Linked DNA regions of Muntiacus reevesi: region 2 is linked to region 1. Evidence: chromatin contacts called from public Hi-C data. All regions are on one chromosome and are shown on one strand. The core of a region is the stretch at or near the end of the contact, and the rest is flanking DNA. Distances in the headings are between cores, read along the strand shown. Region 1 holds the start of MORN1 (MORN repeat containing 1). Region 2 holds the start of FAAP20 (FA core complex associated protein 20).

Region 1 (2,891 bases), core at 358-2,857:
CAGCAGCCAGCCTTGTTAGAACCAGTGTAGGGCCCAGTTCTAACCAGGAGCAGCCCCGGGGACGAAGGCAGCAAGCTGGCCTTGTTCGGACTTGTTTCCAATCAGGGTGGCCCTCACACAGCTGGGCTGTCTGTAGTCCTCTGGAGTTCCAAGGCCACTTCCTCAAAGAGGCCTTCCATGACTGTCCAACTGGCGCCTGTCACTCAGATCACATCACCCTGTTCTATTTTGTTGGACAATCACTTCTGACTGCTTTCTGCCTCATTTCTCTATTTCCTCCTACTAGAATGCAAGCTCCTGGAGAGGGAGCCTTGTCCCTCCGCTGCCGGTCCGATATCCACCAGGCCCGGGACAGAGCTAGCAGTGGGTTAAGTTCTCTGTCAGATGTCACTGACTCAGGCTCAGCCACAAAGGAAACAAAGAAAAAAGCAAGATCAAACTGTTCCAAACAGAGACCAGTAGTATCACTTCTGCGAGTCTGTGTGCAGAGTATCAGTCATCACTGCACCTGTCTGTGAAGCTGTCCCCACACAGACGCATCCCACACAGAGGACAGTCCTGCCTGGCACCCTCTATGTCTACCCTCATTCCCCCGACCCTTTCCCCTGGGTCCCGAGACTGGTAATTTCCCACACTTTCATCCTCCGATGCTGTTCCCTTCGCTGAAAAACCCTTCCAGACCTCATCCACCCGAGTGCTCGGTCAGGGATCACGGCTGGCTCCTTTCCCTGGGCATGACCACCTTCCCGTCTCCACCACACCTGCACCACCAAGACCTGGGGGCCCTATATTCACCTACGAGGAGTGCGCCACCTTACACATCTCCGGGAGTGAGACCAACCCGACCAAGTAGCAGGCGCCCCGGGACGCTCCCAGGCCCAGGTGCCTGGGGCAGGTTTCCGGAGGCAGCTGTGGGACAGGCGGGGCGCCGTCGGGCGGGTCAGCCCGAGCGCTCGGGAGCTTCGGTTTGCAGAAGGGCCAGGACTCGACCCCGAGAGACCCAAGTCCACCGCGGCGTTTCCTACCCAAATCCCGCAGGCCACCCTGGATCGGCGAGGACACCGAAGTCCCACGGCCCCGGGCAGGCAGCCGACCCCTCCCAGGAGGCGCTACCAGGGGACTGGGGCCGGTCACCGCGGCGACCCCTGGGGTCCGGCCCGGCCCCAGCCTCACGCGCGCCCCTCAGGACCATGGCGCCCGCCTGACCCCCGCCCCGCCCGCCAGCACCTCGCGGTCCACTGCGGCCGAGCGCGGTCTCCCGGGGGCCGCGGGAAAGAGGACGCGGGTGGGCTGCCGCGCCGGCGTTTCGCTAGGTCCGGGAAGGGGAGACCGAGCACTTCCGCTCAGTCCTGCGCGGCACCGCCTCCCGGGCTTCCAAGATGGCCGCCGAGGCGGGGCCGAGAGCCTCCAACCATTTCCGCTTCCGGTGCGAGGGCCCAGGCCGTTGGCTGGGCTGTCACGTCGGCGGAAGAGACATAAGCGGCGGAAATTCGCCGTGCTGCGCAAGCGCATTCGAGTCCTCTGGCTCCCGGCCCAGATAGTTCAGCTCCAGAACTTGGTAACGCCCAAGGACTGACTAGAGGCCACGCCCCTTCACAACCAACGAGCCAGTAGAGAAGAACTATGCGGTTGCTAATGGAAACCTCTAGCGGCAAGATGGCGTCCGCCAGTGAGGGGCGCGCGACCACCTGCATGCCGCGCCGGGAGCTTCCAGGGAGGCCACCGCGGGACGGTAATGGCCGACTACACTACCGGGCCTCCGCCGGGAAGGGAGGGAGGCGGACAGGTCCGGGCACTCGCTGAGCATTCCCGCACCTTCACTACGAACCCAGCTTGCACCCCTGGGAGCTTTGTCGTCCCCAACTCAGGTGTTTGGGTGCCCATGGTATGGGCGGGGTCCCAGGCCCCGAATAGCAGAACCGGCTGGGGCCTGGAGACCCAGTTGGGAGGAACTGAGGACCTCTCCAGACCCAGGTTGGCGGGGCGGGCGCCTCTGCACGGGTTGGGCGCTCAGCATGTCTGCTGTATAAATGGATGAACAGGGAGCACTGTGACCCAAACAGCCTTTGGGGAGCAGTGTGGGTGAGGCTCACTAAGAGGTCAAGACAGACATCTGGAATGTGCGTGCTGGTCGTCAGCCACGTCATCTGTACCTGGTGCTCACCTGGGTGTCCTTTCAACCTTCAGGTTATGGTGTCTACGTTTATCCAAATTCTTTCTTTCGATATGAAGGAGAATGGAGAGGAGGCAAGAAACACGGTAAGGACAGGCTATGGCCTCTTGCTGTAGCCATTCCACTAACAGCACACATCCCAGAGGAGCTGGGGCCACGTGAGTGCCCACCACACCAGGCCCTTACTCATGCCAGCTGCACCAGGCCCTCACTCATACCCATGAGGGGCCATCTCCTGCAGAGTGGGGGACCCATTCAGCTGCCTTGGTGCTGATGAAAACTGTCTTTATTTTTTCCTTGAATATGAAGAGCCTGACCATTTTTATAAAAAAAATCTAAACAGCAAGGAGAACAAATAGCAAGTGAGAGTCCCCTGGCGTCCACCCCAGAGGCAGACCTGGACTTTCCAAAGTTTACCATCACAGTTTTATGCCAGTTTGGGGTTCTGTCTGCTCGAAGCCTCTGCCTATTTTTCTGCCAGAGGATTGATCTTCCAGTATTTTCTCATGAACTATTTCTTTATCAATTGGCTACCAGTGTATTTTGAGACTTTTGACTTTTATGGTAGTGTTTTTGCCACATGGGTGTTTCTCCCTTTTGTGCTGAAATCTTCCTGACCTGGACAAAGTGGTCCCTTCTTTTAAAAATATATTTTTCAGTGTCACCCCATGCTTTTCTCTCTCTCTCTCTCTCTCCCCCCAACATCCCTCTGCACCTG
Region 2 (3,139 bases), core at 114-2,613, 140 kb after region 1:
GACGCTTCTGGGAACAGCTCTGAAGGAGTGGAGACTGAAGCCAGGGAGAGGGTAGTGGGGCTGTGGCTGGGGATCACAGACGCGAGCCATATGGGGGTCCTCAGTCAACCAGTCCCCGAGACATTCCAGGTCCGCCTGTGAATCCCCTCACGTGGGCTTCTCTCACCTGGGAAAGTGGCAGGTCACCTCCTCTGGGGCCCCGAGACCACCCACTGCAGCAGTACCCTTGTTTAGACACGCACAGGCTGTCTCCCAGGAGCTGGCAGGCTCCAGGTGAGAGCTCTGTCTCATTCGCTCCCCCAGGCGTCTTCAGCTTCTAGACCAGTCCCTGGCCCAGGAGAGTCCACTCTGCTCTGGAGGTCTGCGTGGCAGCTGGATGGAGGTCACTTGGGTGGCCTCAGCTTGGGGACTGGGATGCCCAGGGGCTGGAGCGTGCCACAGACCCGAGTTGGAAAAGGCAGTCTGTGATGTGAAGAGGGGCGGAGGTGAGGAGGCTATGGTAGCTCCTGCAGAATGGGGTGCAGAACAGAGTCCCCGAAGCTGTGGGGCTGGAGGGGAGCCAGAGAGAGCTCATGACCACGGCAGCATCTGCCTGTGGCCTGGAGAGGAGCCGGCTGCCACCCAGTACCCCCTGCACCTCTCAGCCCTGATGGGACACCAGGGCACCGACTGCACCAGCGGAACGGACAAGGGTGGCTGGGCATCTGCTGCCACCAAGCGGCGGATTGCAAGGTCGCTGGCTCAGAGAGCGCCCAGGGCCCACGGTGTCCAGGAAGCCCCTCGCAGGCCCTCCGAGGACCCGGGTCCTGGTCTTCTCACTTCTCCGTCTCTTAATTAAGGAAACTAGGCTCCTGCCTCCTGTAAGGAAACGCGGACGTCCTGGAAACGATCTCCCAGGCTCAGGATTGTCCAGGCAGAGGAAGGAGGCAGAGTCAGGACCAGCGGCGGGTGGGGACGCCAGGGCCCCCGGCCGCCTTCCTGCCCAGTTCCTCCTCCTCGGAGGTCTCTGCAGACCCGGGCCTAAGGGGTGAGGTCGGCAACCCCTGGCTCAGCTGGAAAATGTCTCCCTCAGGGCAAGGCAGCCTCGCGACCTCAGTCCTGCCATCGCGAGGGAAGGAGCAACCCTGGCCTCCGTCTACCTCCCTCCGATACTGCCACAAGAGGGAGGTCACCTCACAGTCTGGGGGTCGAGTCCAGCGCCCCGGTGGGAGTGAGAGTTTGGGTCCACAGAGGTCTTTGGGTGGTGCTGGGTCATTGAAGAGGGGGCCCCTGGGACCTGTCTTATCTGGGCGGGGCTGCCCGGGGCGGGGTCCTGGGGGTGTGTCTTGTTGTGGGCGGGGTCTGTGTCGGGGGCGGGGTCTGGCGCGCCGGCCGCTCATTTCCGCCGGACGCGCGGCGTCTGGGCGGATGGAGGCTACGCGGAGGTCGCGGCTGAGTCTGAGCCGTCGGAAGCCACCCTCGAGGGCCAGGTGAGGTCGGGGGCTGGGGCTGGGGACGGCGCGGACCTGGGGGCGGGAAGCGTCCCGGGTGGGGCCTCGTGTCCCCGGCCAAGTGGTAGCCGGGTGTCACGTCCCCACGTGCTCCCTGGAACCCGCCTCGAACCCGCCCCGTCAGCCCTCCTCCCACCCCACTCCCTCCCGGCTGCAGAGCTGCACCCCTAGTCTCTCCCCGCTGAGTCCTCCTTTCGGTTCCCCGAGGGCTTCGCTCCCCGCTTCCCCCGCGCTGAGTTATTATGCCCACCCTCGCCGCCCCAGACCTCCGAGCAATCCCCACGGGTCCCTCCCGGACGGCGGCGAGTGCGAGAAGCTGTGGACTCAGTTGCTGCGCATCGCAAGCGCAGACCTGAACGTGGACGGCGAGCTGCCGCCGCTGCCCGCCTTCCCCGGCCAGGTGCGTGTGCAGTGGCCCCCGCGTGGCCCCGGGTCTCCAGCTGGGCCAGGGCGGGCAGGCGGGCGCGGTCCGACGATCTCTTCTTGCAGGAGCCCAGTCGCACCCCTGAGCGCCCGCCCCCGGAAAGATTCACCGTGGGAACCGAGACTTTCTTCTGGACGCCTTTCCCGCCGCCCCCGCCGGGGCGAGGCGGGGACTCGGGCGGCCCCGATCTTGTGCTCAGTGCGGCCCGGGGGCGCACGGGGTCCCCCCAAGAACACCCAGCGCCCCAGCTCCGCGGAACCCCCAGCGCTGAGGAGCAGCCGTTGGAGGAGCAGCCCTCCCAGCGACAGCCGTCGGCGGACACGGCGACAACCCTGCAGAGCTGTCCCATGTGCCAAGTCGACTTCTCCCCCGGGTGAGTGGCCCCCTGGGCCTCCCTCCCCTCCACTGCCACCCCTGTGGCCCCTGCCCTGTTTGGAAACCACAGGCAATTTCTGAAGGCTAGGGTACTTGAGCTCAACTTTGACTTTTTAAAGTGAAATTTCATGCATAGAAAGTTGGCAAAGTGCAGAGGTGGTGCTGATCAGCCAGAGGGCACAGGGCTGGGTTTGAAGGTCCCCCTGCAGGTACACCGGCCTGGGGCCCTGCTGACAGGCTGCAGCCTCCCAGACGTGGCCCCTACAGTGGGAGGGCAGGGAGGCTCTGGCTCTAATGGGGTCCACACTGACATCCGGGAACTTGGTGGTGACTGGCATCCTCTGGTGAGACTGCCTCCAGGGCCAGTTTGGGCTGTGGGTCACAGAGCAGTTTTTTGTTATGGTTCCTCTGGCAACCTTCCCCGTGGGTGGACTGCCAGTTTTAGAAATGAAGACTTTGTTTCAGTGTCTAGAGATGCCTTTTTTTTGTTTAAGAAATCCAACATATATGCATTTTGTAAAGTAAGGTGATGGAATTTGACTTTGCTAAGAAGTCCCACCTGCCCAGCTTTTGAGCCATGTGTCACATAGCTAAGGACACAGGCATGGAGATCGTGGGGGTCAGGACAGCAGGAAGGAGCTTGGCCGGATGTAGGAGATAGACGGCAGGTTTTGGTAGCTGGTCTTTGTGTGTCCTGTGGCCTGGAGACTGTGTTGAATTACGTGCCTTATCTCTGGTTTTTTGGAAACAAAATCAGCCCTAGTGGTGAAGGGAATGGCAGCTGATGACAAAAGTTATCAAAACAGTTAGCAAAATGTGCAGCACAGACTGCAGAGGGGAGAAGAAACAC

What was found. A called contact is a pair of places that touch in the nucleus more often than the background predicts.
Region 2: a contact with region 1 is called in a Hi-C map of blood, with 2.8 times the contacts expected there. The contact joins the promoter of FAAP20 here to the promoter of MORN1 in region 1. A contact is called at or near these places in 2 of 3 Hi-C or Micro-C datasets (blood and muscle).

The regions. Positions count from the first base shown.
Region 1 is chr5:96,417,452-96,420,342 of mMunRee1.1, forward strand. It overlaps MORN1 (MORN repeat containing 1), which reads left to right and starts at 1,608. Exons shown (of 14, transcript XM_065936867.1): 1 at 1,608-1,732; 2 at 2,188-2,259. The coding sequence starts at 1,624. RER1 (retention in endoplasmic reticulum sorting receptor 1) reads right to left here and starts at 1,390. Exons shown (of 8, transcript XM_065935918.1): 1 at 1,228-1,390.
Region 2 is chr5:96,558,545-96,561,683 of mMunRee1.1, forward strand. FAAP20 (FA core complex associated protein 20) reads left to right here and starts at 1,364. Exons shown (of 4, transcript XM_065935921.1): 1 at 1,364-1,469; 2 at 1,755-1,890; 3 at 1,980-2,287. The coding sequence starts at 1,408.